4 separate regions of the Sus scrofa genome follow, and regions 1, 2 and 3 are each linked to region 4. The links are chromatin contacts, called in public Hi-C and HiChIP or PLAC-seq maps. All regions are on one chromosome and are shown on one strand. The core of a region is the stretch at or near the end of the contact, and the rest is flanking DNA. Distances in the headings are between cores, read along the strand shown. Region 1 has its middle 490 kb from the start of MYC. Region 2 has its middle 460 kb from the start of FAM84B. Region 3 has its middle 390 kb from the start of FAM84B. Region 4 has its middle 260 kb from the start of FAM84B.

Region 1 (2,700 bases), core at 78-2,577, 240 kb before region 4:
TTTCCATTGTCTGAGTCCTTGCCAGGAAAGAAGAGGAGTCTTTCTTCTTCCCCTGGGGCTCTATGGTCATGGGGTGTGAGAGCTCCCCCTTTGGTCTCTACTCTCTATTTAATTGAGGCTTCTGTTTATTCTTTTTTTTTTTCTGCCTTTTTTTTTTTTTTTTTTTTTTTTTTTTTTTTTTTTTTAGGGCTGCACCTGAGGCATATGGAAGTTCCCAGGCTTGGAGCCAAATCAGAGCCATAGCCACCATGCCATAGCCCAGCAACGCCAGATCTGAGCCACATCTGTGACCCAAAGCCACAGCTGTGGCAATGCCAGATCCTTAACCCACTGAGCGAGGTCAGGGATTGAACCTACATTCTCATGGATGCCAGTCAGGTTCTTAACTTGCTGAGCCACAACAAGAACTCTTGTTTATTATGAATTTTTTTACAGAGTTTACAGCACAAATCTTCTTCTTCTTCTTCTTCCGTTTTTTTTTTTTTTTTTTTTTTCTGGTAAATGGGGCAATGAAAAAAGCATAGGTTTTTCAAGAAGCGCCACTCAGTAGCTATGTAGCTGTGTGAAATTAGTAGACGTATCTGCATCTATAGTGTGGAATTCATAACAATCCTTCAGAGGACCGGCTTGAGGGTAGATACGTAACAAATTAAATGGATTTATACTACCCCTGGCACATAGAAAGTACTAGAGAAATGCTATGGGCTCCCAACTCTATGGATCTGGGTCCTTGCTTGATGTCATGTTATAAGCTTCCAGGAGATAACGGTATATATTTAATAGCCTTCCTCGGGTTGTGTAATTTCATATGGGTATCATACCACACAAACACAACACACACACACACACACACACACACGCACACACACGAGTGGTCTGAAAACAGGAAGGAATATCACAGAGGCAAATAGGTCTACAAACAAGAGACCCTTTCAGGAAAAACTCCAGATGCGCCACTCGATACCTTCTGAAACACTGAGGATCAGACCAACATCCCCCATCACGCTCTTGGGCTCCAGCTTCCAATCAGGGAAGCAGACATTTTGCCGCCTCCATTTTAAATTTAGATTTTTGATGTCATCTCCTGGCTTAAACGTGAGTCATAGTGGACGGCCAAGTTCACATGGCTGTTTTCTCCAACTTCAGCTTTCTTCTAATCTGTGCTCTCCTGCCAGTTTTCACTCATTCCTTCACAGAGAGCCTGCCACCCCCTCCACTTTTTTTTTTTCCTTCAATTCATGGAAATGAATCAGGTCTGCGATGGCGTCATTCAAAAGAGAAAGCTAATTAACAAGGCCCCTTTTCCTTCCTCTTAGAGACCTTGCAATAGCGTCCCCCTTTTGGAGACACAAGCCAGGAAGGAAGCTTTTCAGTGCAGCTGTGAATAGAGACGCCTGGCTTAGGTTCTGGGGAAACTGGGTGATCCTTCCCAGTTAAATTGTGAGCTCCCTGAGGACTGGATTTAAGCTGCTTTGTTTTCACCAGGGTCAGGATAAACAGAAGAACCTCAGGCTAACTAAACAGACGGAGTGTATGATAAGATGACACAAACACTGACTCCAGAGCGACTATAAACGAGGCTAAGTTGCTATATGGGGAAAGATATTTTTCGAGGAGACATTCATAGTGAGATGAGAGTTCTAATAAACACTGGAGCTTACATAGCTCTTATTATGTGTCAGGAATTGTTTTAAATGTTTTACTTATGTCAAGTCACTTAATACTGAAAGCTATCCACAGGCGTAAGTACTGTTATAACTCCATTTTACAGGTGAGAAAACACAAGTATAAGGAAGGTAAAGTGATTTGTCCAAGGTCATTCACACAGTTAATGTCAGAGCTAGGACTTGAACTCAGATCATTTAGTTCAGGAGTACATGCTTATAATCACGGCACCTCAATGTTTATTCAAAGTATACATAAGTGGCTTTAATTTGGTTTGAAACAGTGTATGAGAGCAGGATGCATCCTGTCTCTAGTGCATGCGGATCAGAGGTGTATTTATTTGGACTGTATGGTGCTGAGTCAAAAATATTTTACATTCAAGTTAGTTGCTTATATTTTCAAATCGAGATGGTTCTGTATAAAATATAGATCTATGTAGATCTATAGCTTCTATTGAAGAAATTGGACTTGATGAAAACTCTGAGCCTAATATTGCATGGCAACAGTTGGCTGGAGCTGAGGGGCTGGTACTCTCTTTTAACTAAGCCATACTTTGGTCCAGCTTTCTGCAGGCTGCACCCACTCCCTACTGCCTTCCCAACACGAGGCCATTTGGTATCTTATTTCAGCCTGCTTCATTTCTGTTCCCACTTGGTAACATAAGCCCGAAGGGTATTAAGGTTTGTGGTTCCACTCTAGAGAAAGAAAGAAGATTTTTCTCTACCAGGTGAATCTATATCATACTGACTTTGGGTGAAATCACTTAACATACCCACGCTCAATTTTTATCTTTACTTTAGGAAATGAGGAGGGAAAAAAAGAATATTATAATACCTCCCACCCTAGAAACACAAAGGATAAAAAAAAAAAAAAAAAAAAAAAAACCACTTCAGAGTAGCCTCATTTATGGATTGGCAGGAAGGAATTCCTGTCCTGTCTAGGTTTGTTGAGGGGTCAATCGGGATAAATGCCTGTGGACGCTCTCAATAAGCCACTAAGTACACTCAATCTTTAAGATAACGCTGGAGTTCATAT
Region 2 (2,700 bases), core at 140-2,639, 200 kb before region 4:
AGCTGGACATTGAGGACAGAATATTGAATAACGTTAACACAGGCCCCTCAATCATGTAGCTTAGGGTCTTGTGTACATGGGGGAAAGGGCTGTCTGCAACCATGCCATGCCATAAACTGTGAAAAAAATTTCAAGGTGTCAAGAGTATGTCAATGGTTAATGGCAAGACATGGTTTTATCTGAAATGAATGAGTAGACGTCAACCTGGTGAATGGAGGTTAGAAGGCAGAGAGGCAAAGGGAAGCTCAGGCAAAGGCTAGGAATCCAGAAGGACTAAGTAACATTTGGAGGCCTGGAGGCAGGCCTGGGCAGCTGGAACACAGAGCGAGGGAGCTGGACAGGTGGGTAGGGATAGGACCAATGAGAGACTTTGAGACCATATTAGTTTTGGTTTTTGTTCTCATGAGTAAAGGGAAGCCTTCCAACAGATTTCATCAAGTAGTTATTTAGTTCAAGCTCTTATCACTTCCTTCCTAGCCATGTCAAGACATCTTACTTCACCTTGGCTACTACCATTGTTATTACTAATACTTCCGACTTTCTAGAATCTTTCATAGTCTTCTCTTTAGTTGTCTTTTCTCTGGACTAAAGTTCATGTCGCCATCAGGAATCCCAGGATCCTATATGGACACTCGTGTTCCACAATTTTGCTTCATTCATTACAGAAGCACTTTATTCTATCAGCAATCACTCTGACATGGGATGGTGAAAGACAAATATTCTTACCACACTTTTTTCCACGATGTTCAGAGAGGCTGAGTGACTTCTACAAATTTACCGAAAGGGTAAGGGGCAGATTTTCAAATATCCAAGTCCAGTTCACTCCCAATCACATCACACAATTTTAAAAATATTGGTTACAAGATACAGCAAACACTAAATCAAGAACACCGCCCCCATAGCAATGACCACAGGCTATCTAGAGCTTGCAAATGGCTTCAGATGCATTCATTAAAACTGAACGTTACATCATTTAAATTTTTTATGTTATTTGTATTTTTTAATTTTATGCTGCACCCATGGCACATGGAAATTCCCAGGCCAGGGATTGAATCTGCACCTCTGTAGCGACCCAAGCCACTGCAGTGAGATTTTTAACGCACTGCACCATTGCAGGAACTCCTGAAATTTTATTTTTATTTTCGGCAGTAGAAACAGCTGGCTTCATGAAATGTTTGGGCTCTTTCACTTTCCTATGACTGTCTCCACCACATCCAGCCGTTCTTTCTTGAATAAGTGTTGCCAGGTTGGATCGTGTGCCTCTTACTGATGTCATCCAAGCAGGAGAATCTGCTTGTTTTCTTGCCAGACAACTGCATGAAGTTGCTGCCTCCAATGCAGTCCTGTCTCCGCAGTCCCTGCAGGGGGTGCTGGTTGGATGCAGGGCCTCTGACTGGGCAGCTTTAATCTCTGGGTGGGGAGTGGTGTCCCTCGCGACTGGGCGGGATGTTGCCACACTGCCTGGTACATTCTGTTTCGGATCCTCTCACCCACAATAGTTCAGGATGTGTCCTCCCGTCAGGGGCCGTGTGTGGTTTCCTCAAGAGCTACATGGATGCACAACGTGCTCCTGAATTCGGCACAGCTGGAGACCCTGAGAAATGGCAACTTTATTCTGAGGCTTCTGTCCTGTCCTTTGCTCTTTTGGCAAATGCCAGTTTGCCCCTTCATCTGCCAAATATCTCCTCTCAATAGGTTTCTGAGCATTTGATCTTGCCAAAGCCTGTGTAATGGTGGGTCTTGTTTCAAGTGGAGCTCCCATCTCTGTCGCAAGGGTTACATGGCTCACCTGCCATGTAGAATAGAATTTATGGGGAAAAATCACATGGGACAGATACAGCTATTTTCAACCGCATTGTCATTTCTTATTTTTATATAGAAGTACTCTTTTTTCCATTTATTTGACAAGTCAATGAAGATGTTTGAGTGCCCCCTGCACGTCCACATGTCAGGTAATTTCCATATCGCTCTCACTCCATTGATTTCTATATTGGTCAGTAATCTCTTTACAACAAATGCTAAAAACCTACTTCAACTAACTTAGTCAAAAAAGGGGCATTTATGGGGGAGAATCCTGGGGAGATCTTGTATAACCACAGGCTGGACAAGATGACCTGGCCTTGGGGTCCAGTAGACTTGTGATTTGAGCTGCTCACTCTTGCCTCTGTTTCTTGTTTCTCTCCAAGAGCCAGCTTCTTTCCCTGCTACACTAGGTTGGCTTCTAACAGGGTAGGGAATGGGGTACCAATATTCTGAGCTTCGTAGGCCTTATCTTCTGTCATCATTGAAAATCAACATCTCTTCTCTGCATTTCAGTTTCAACAGTTCCTGGGAAGTTCTCTAATTGGCTAACCTGTGTCAGCAACTCAATCATAGCCCAATGGACTGTGACCACAGATGGAGACAGTGTTCCAGTGGGTTGTGAGAGATGTACATTTCACCATGATGCTTTCTTGAGTAGGAGAAAAGGGCTAAAGTTACTTAGATCAAGCACACTAGGAATACAACATTTTAGATACAACTAGCGAGTGAATTATCTAACTAAACATTATTTGTATGATGGCCAGGGTCACTATTTTGTTGACAATAATTCAGGGGCTTTATTTGAGCCAGCACTGCTCTAAGCACTGAAGCAGTAACTAAGACAAAGTCCTGGAGCTTACACTAAGTAGAGAAGATAAAAATATTTAAACAAAGAAA
Region 3 (2,700 bases), core at 66-2,565, 130 kb before region 4:
GGTGCAGTCCCCTGTCTTGCAGCTCTAGAACTGTTATCACTTCTTAGAAGAACTGTCAGATTCCACCCCTGGAGGAGCCTGCCCTCTGGCTTCTCCCAATGTCCTGCATGTATCTGTATCATGTCCAAGTCAAGTTGTTTTCACTACTAGACTAAAAATCTCTTAAGGACACGTTTATGCCTTAGTGATCTCTGCCATTTCCGACAAGACCATAAGGGCTGACATATAACAATCAGGAAATATTTATTGTGTTTGAATAAGCAAATAAATGCATACAGGCAGGAAAAAATATCTTAAAATGTGGACCACCCATTCTTTGGTTTGATTGGACAGTACACAATGGCTAAATTATCCTTTCATGATCATCACATTGTCAAGATTGAAAAATAAATATTAAGAAAAGAACTTATTGTACCTGGATAATACTGCAAAGACCTTAAGCTTTTGAGTCTACTGTCTTCTTTCTCATTGAGAATTCTGTGCAAAGATGAAGGTAAGCTTAGGAACCTCCAATGTTTACTCTTTGTAACAAATGCATAAGCCCCTTCTCCTTTTTGGACACTAGGGGTGGTACACACTTTTTTTTTTTTTTTTCCTCCAAAAAAATATACAGCTGAAAGCAAATCCATTCCTGGTGGGCTGTGGATGCCCATAACGCGAAGGTCAATGGCAATTTCTCATCTCACTGTCCCTTGCTGGGACAGAGCCAAACAGAACTAGAGCCTGGCCGTGTTCCTTTCCCACTCCAGCAAGAGGACAGCTAAATCGTGGATCTATGTTCACATAGAGATCACTTGTGAGCTCATCCCCGCCATTCACCAGGAATTTGATTTCACTTTTCTGAGCTTCAGTTTCTCACCATGACCTGAGGATTGTGACCTCATAATGCTCAGCTTAAAAAACAGGAACTGTTGTGAAACCTGAGGTACACTAGCAAAATCATCAAGCCTGTTTTCTAACATATAGTCGATGCTCCCAGATGTCAACCTCTTCCCTTCTCTCACTGGGCCCTCCTCAGAAGAGAACATTCTGGCCAGTTGCGATAAAGAAGCCATTTCTAGCTTTCTTTTTCTGCTTAGTCAGGCTAGGGTAGGGCTCTGGTATCTTGTGCGTATCTCTCTGGCTTGCATACCCAGGCACACCCTCCACGGGGCTTTGCTTCCTTAACCTCAAGTTATGTAATGAGTAGGTGTACAGCCCTGGATTCATTTCCACAGGGACCTGTTTCAAAATCCCTGCTGATTGTTCTAGGCTCTGCGTGGGAAAGAGAGAGGCCCACACATGTTTCCCACTTGAGGCATTACGCCTGAATTAGGTCATGCGATCATTGCATTTTTCACCATTTCACAAGCTGCTACTATGGCAGCAGGTTAGGGCCACAGCAGAATAAGGCAAGAGTAGAGAGTTGCTTAACTTTTCCCTGTATTTACACATACATGTTTGCAGGGAAGAGGTGACTCATCCTTCTTGCTGGAATACAACCAGTAGGCCAGCTCCTAATGACTTTTCTTTTAAAGGCTACTTTCCCTTGCCTTCTGATAAATCCTCTATTTAATCTCTGGAAGGACAGGACATGTTAGGAAGAGTATTAACCTGTTTTGACCCCTAGGGTACCATTGGGTAACACTTAGGGAGTACACAGGTGGTATCCAAGGAACCCTCCCCAAAAGTGTGGGAAGTGAAATAAACAATAGTTGATGACTCAAAGATTGGTGTAACCCATGGAAGTTACTACCTACCATGTACCAGGTGCTTTGTCTACATTTTCTCTAATCCTCGTGTCAACCGAGCTCATCTTGTAACTGATGCTGAGGCATGTTCAGTAACTTCTCCAAAGTACCAGTGTTAATAAGCAGCAGAGCTGGGACTCAGATCCGGACATGTCCACTGTCAAAGCCCATGCACCTTACATTGTGTCACAGCACCTCCCTGAAGTTGAAATTGGAGGCTTTACTTCTTTACCACCCAAGTTTCTAGAGCTGCCACTAGATAAAAACATACCCCTCCTCTCTCTGTCACCCTAATATTCTGGTGTTTAGTGAAGTCACATTTGTACAAAAGGCAGCCGAAAGAATATCAACTTTAAAACATTCCTTGGTGAGATTCTATTTCCTTGGTTACTATTCCTGAGGTTTGGCTGTTTCTCCCTTTTGTTGATTCTGGAGACTACCCATAGATGAAATTCCAGTAGAATATTTTACTTTCATATTTATTTGATTCACTAGATACAGATTTTTGTGTTGACAGGTTTTTTTCTTTTTTATCAGCATTTTAAAGATCATGTTTTTGTCTTTTGACCTCCATAGTGTCTGATGAGAAGTCAGCTGTCACTTAAATGCTGTCTTAAAAGCAATGCATTCTTTTTCTCTGGCTGATCTATAGATTTATCTTTATCTTTGGTTTTCAGTTGTTTATTTATAATGTGCCTATGTGTTTTCTTTGTATTTGTCCTGTTTTGAGATTTACTGTGCTTCATAAATCAATAAATTTAAGTGTTTTATGAAATTGAGGAATTTTTAGCAGTTTTTTAAAAATAAAATTTCTATGCTATTCTTGATTATACCCTTTGGTCTGACTCCAATTCAATATATGTTAGATCTTTTGATATAGACCCAGAGGTTTACTTCAGACTTGATTCTTTCTTTCTTTCTTTCTTCTTTTTTTTTTGTCTTTTCTCTTTTTAGGGCCACACTTGTGGCA
Region 4 (2,700 bases), core at 135-2,634:
ATGGAGCCCTTAAATCACATCATGGAGACAGCTTGGGGCTCCACCTGATGCTGATTCCAGGACTGAGGTGGTTGCTACAGCCGGGGCATCTGGGGTTGGATACTAATGTCCGTTAATGCACAGGAACTCAGGTCCTTTAGGGACCCAGCAAGCATACTCCTGCCCTGTGGGGACCACCAACTTATGAGATGCTCCGGAAATCCTTTAGAGCTCATCAAATTTACCCCTTGTTCCATCTGTTCGCTCTAGATATGGAGCAGGGTGTGTGTGTGTGTGTGTGTGTGTGTGTGTGTGTGTGTGCGCGCCTAGGTAAATGGACTCCTGACCCCAGTGTCAGGGACCTGGCTTCTCTCCCACTTTGTGCCAGCCTTAGTTCCCAAATGAAGAGCCTGAGGTAGAGCCTGTACCAAGGTAGTTTATTTTGGAAGCAATCCCAAGACCATGAGTGAAGCACCAGTGAGTAAAATAGGAAGGAAGAAACGTGAGCATCAGTTCGGGCATGACTGGGAGTGACTGACTGGGAGTGAAATATGTCTCAGAACCATTCACCTGGGAGAATGAGAAGGGGAAACGTTTATCCAACAGTGCCAGCTCCCTTTGGGTCAGGAGTGGCCCCTCCAACCTTAACCTCTCGAACAGTTCATCCTTAGAAGCCAAGCAAAGTTGTACAGTGAGCCAGAGAAGCCTGGGGAAGGAGGATTAGCTGCTCCACCTCCCCTGGCACACAGGCTGTTGGAACTGCATGGAACAGTGCACAGAATACGGGGCCGGGAGGGTGGGAAAGAGTGTAAAAAGGTGCCTCACACTCAGCCTTCCACTCACCCCCCCCAACACCACCACAGCAGGTGTTCGGGGCACCATCTCATCTGGTCCTCCCCCATTCCCAAGCAGCTGGCATCTTTTTCTTCCTTTCACAGACTAGGACCTTGAACCTCAGAGATGTCAGGTAACTTAGAGTGGCTGAAGGGGACTCAAACCCAGGCTACACACCTTGGACTCCTCCTTTCTTCACCCCTGAGCTGGGGAATGGAGATTCCAGACACATCACTGCATCTTTCTGATTCTTGGTGTCCTTGTCTGCAAGATCACGCTGATAACCTCTGCCTCCTTCCTGGGTTGTGATGAAGAACGAGAAATGTGTGTAAACTATAAAAGGAAGTACATATGCAAGGACTTTTTTTTTTCTTCAAAAGGCAAAAAAGGAAGGAAAGGAAAGGAAAGGAAAGGAAAGGAAAGGAAAGGAGGAAGGAAGGAAGGAAGAAAGAAAAAGAAAGAAAGAAAGAGAAAGAAAGGAAGAAAGAAAGGAACAGTACAACAGCATGTGCTGGTAGCAGAGGAAGGGATGGACATGTTTGAAAGCCACATCCATGACTTGGGTGGTTCTGCTTGAATAGACAGCTGCCACAAAGAGCCTGGAGCTGAGGCAGATTCCTTCTGTTTAGGGGACAGCCTTTCACTGGGGTTCAAATAAACATCTAAGTAACCGGGGGCAGAAGAACGGTTGCTGGGTGTGCCTCTGGTTATCCTAGAGAAACAAAAGCTAAGAACTACAGTTTCTCTCATATGAAGTGGAGCAGCTTTGCAATTGAAAGACAGAGCAATCCGCCTGGAGCAATTATGTTTTCATTATTATTCCCAAGCTGCTGTGTCACAAATCACATTTTCCATCCCCGGGCGTGTTGGTGCAGAGCTGCTGACTGCAGTTCCCATCATTCTACCAGCTGACTGCTCCAGCCGGGCCCTGGGAGCAGCGAGCCGGTGTCTCATTAACTGCAGTACCTGCACACAGATTGCAAACCCAGCGGAGCAGATGCTGTGTATTGAGGAAAACCTCCTCGTTTTAAAACGACCACAAGGTCCTTTTTACTATCAAATTCCTATTGGGATTTTTCTAGAAAGAAAGACCGTGAACCCCTTGAAGATGTTTGTGTCGACCTGCATTACAGCTCAGCTGAGACTGCTGAGGCTGGGCGTAACTTTGACTCGCAGGCACAAACACAAACACGCCCAGGCTCCATTGAAAAGTGGCAGACTTGAGAGCGCAGGGGCGCTGCCAGGCTCATGCCGCCATCATGTGGCCATAGGAGGAACTGCACCGAGGACAGGGGACCGCCAAATTTGCTATGGACTGTTGTGTCTTCCTTCCTCCAGCCCTTCCTCCCTCTCTCTCTCCCTTTTTCCTCTCCTCCTTCCTTCCTCTTCTCACTTCCCTCTTCCCTTCTTCCCTCCTACTTTCTTACACTGTGACAAACACTGGGATACAAAAATGCATCTGAGACGCCTTGTGCTTTTAAGTAGCCTGGTAGAAGGAGAGGAAAAGGGGAAGGGAAATAATTAAGTTCCACGGTTTCCAGCCCCTTCTCCTGGGTTCCTAAGAATGATCACAGTTAATTCTCACAAAAGCCCTGTGTGGGAGGGGGCATTACTGACACCAGTTGTCAAATTAATTTGAAGGGTCAGCCAACAAATCCTTGATTACTTGGTCATTAAAATAGATCAGGCAAATTCAAAGTCAAAATCGTGCAGTTTATATTTTAAAAAAGCTGATTCTTGCAAAACTTCACAAGCGTTACATCTAGGGGCGCAAATTATGCTTTTGCTTACTTATAGCTCTGAATAAAAATCAGTACTTTACCTCCAAACAGGCCTTAAGACCACGTCCTTATCCATTTTGCTATTAGATTATTTGTCAGTTCTAAT

What was found. A called contact is a pair of places that touch in the nucleus more often than the background predicts. HiChIP or PLAC-seq counts read pairs in DNA pulled down with a chosen protein or histone mark.
Region 1: a contact with region 4 is called in an H3K27ac HiChIP or PLAC-seq map of skeletal muscle, with 3 times the contacts expected there. The contact joins two enhancer-like sites. A contact is called at or near these places in 1 of 5 promoter capture datasets (liver), 3 of 47 Hi-C or Micro-C datasets (embryonic fibroblasts, liver and undifferentiated spermatogonia) and 1 of 2 datasets of contacts at active chromatin or transcription factors (skeletal muscle).
Region 2: a contact with region 4 is called in a Hi-C map of retroperitoneal adipose tissue, with 2.2 times the contacts expected there. The contact joins two enhancer-like sites. A contact is called at or near these places in 3 of 47 Hi-C or Micro-C datasets (mesenteric adipose tissue, retroperitoneal adipose tissue and subcutaneous adipose tissue).
Region 3: a contact with region 4 is called in a Hi-C map of embryonic fibroblasts, with 4 times the contacts expected there. The contact joins two enhancer-like sites. A contact is called at or near these places in 3 of 47 Hi-C or Micro-C datasets (adipocytes, embryonic fibroblasts and fibroblasts).

Annotation. Positions count from the first base shown.
Region 1 is chr4:12,945,459-12,948,158 of Sscrofa11.1, forward strand. No RefSeq gene overlaps it. Among named protein-coding and RNA genes, the nearest start is that of MYC, 490 kb to the left of the region's middle. Within about 2 kb of position 1,328, at least 14 of the 83 cell types and tissues checked have an H3K27ac peak or open chromatin away from gene starts, as enhancers often do. A contact at or near this core is called in skeletal muscle, where this site is marked.
Region 2 is chr4:12,985,757-12,988,456 of Sscrofa11.1, forward strand. No RefSeq gene overlaps it. Among named protein-coding and RNA genes, the nearest start is that of FAM84B, 460 kb to the right of the region's middle. Within about 2 kb of position 1,390, at least 3 of the 83 cell types and tissues checked have an H3K27ac peak or open chromatin away from gene starts, as enhancers often do. A contact at or near this core is called in retroperitoneal adipose tissue, where this site is marked.
Region 3 is chr4:13,053,211-13,055,910 of Sscrofa11.1, forward strand. No RefSeq gene overlaps it. Among named protein-coding and RNA genes, the nearest start is that of FAM84B, 390 kb to the right of the region's middle. Within about 2 kb of position 1,316, at least 15 of the 83 cell types and tissues checked have an H3K27ac peak or open chromatin away from gene starts, as enhancers often do.
Region 4 is chr4:13,182,082-13,184,781 of Sscrofa11.1, forward strand. No RefSeq gene overlaps it. Among named protein-coding and RNA genes, the nearest start is that of FAM84B, 260 kb to the right of the region's middle. Within about 2 kb of position 1,385, at least 22 of the 83 cell types and tissues checked have an H3K27ac peak or open chromatin away from gene starts, as enhancers often do. A contact at or near this core is called in retroperitoneal adipose tissue and skeletal muscle, where this site is marked.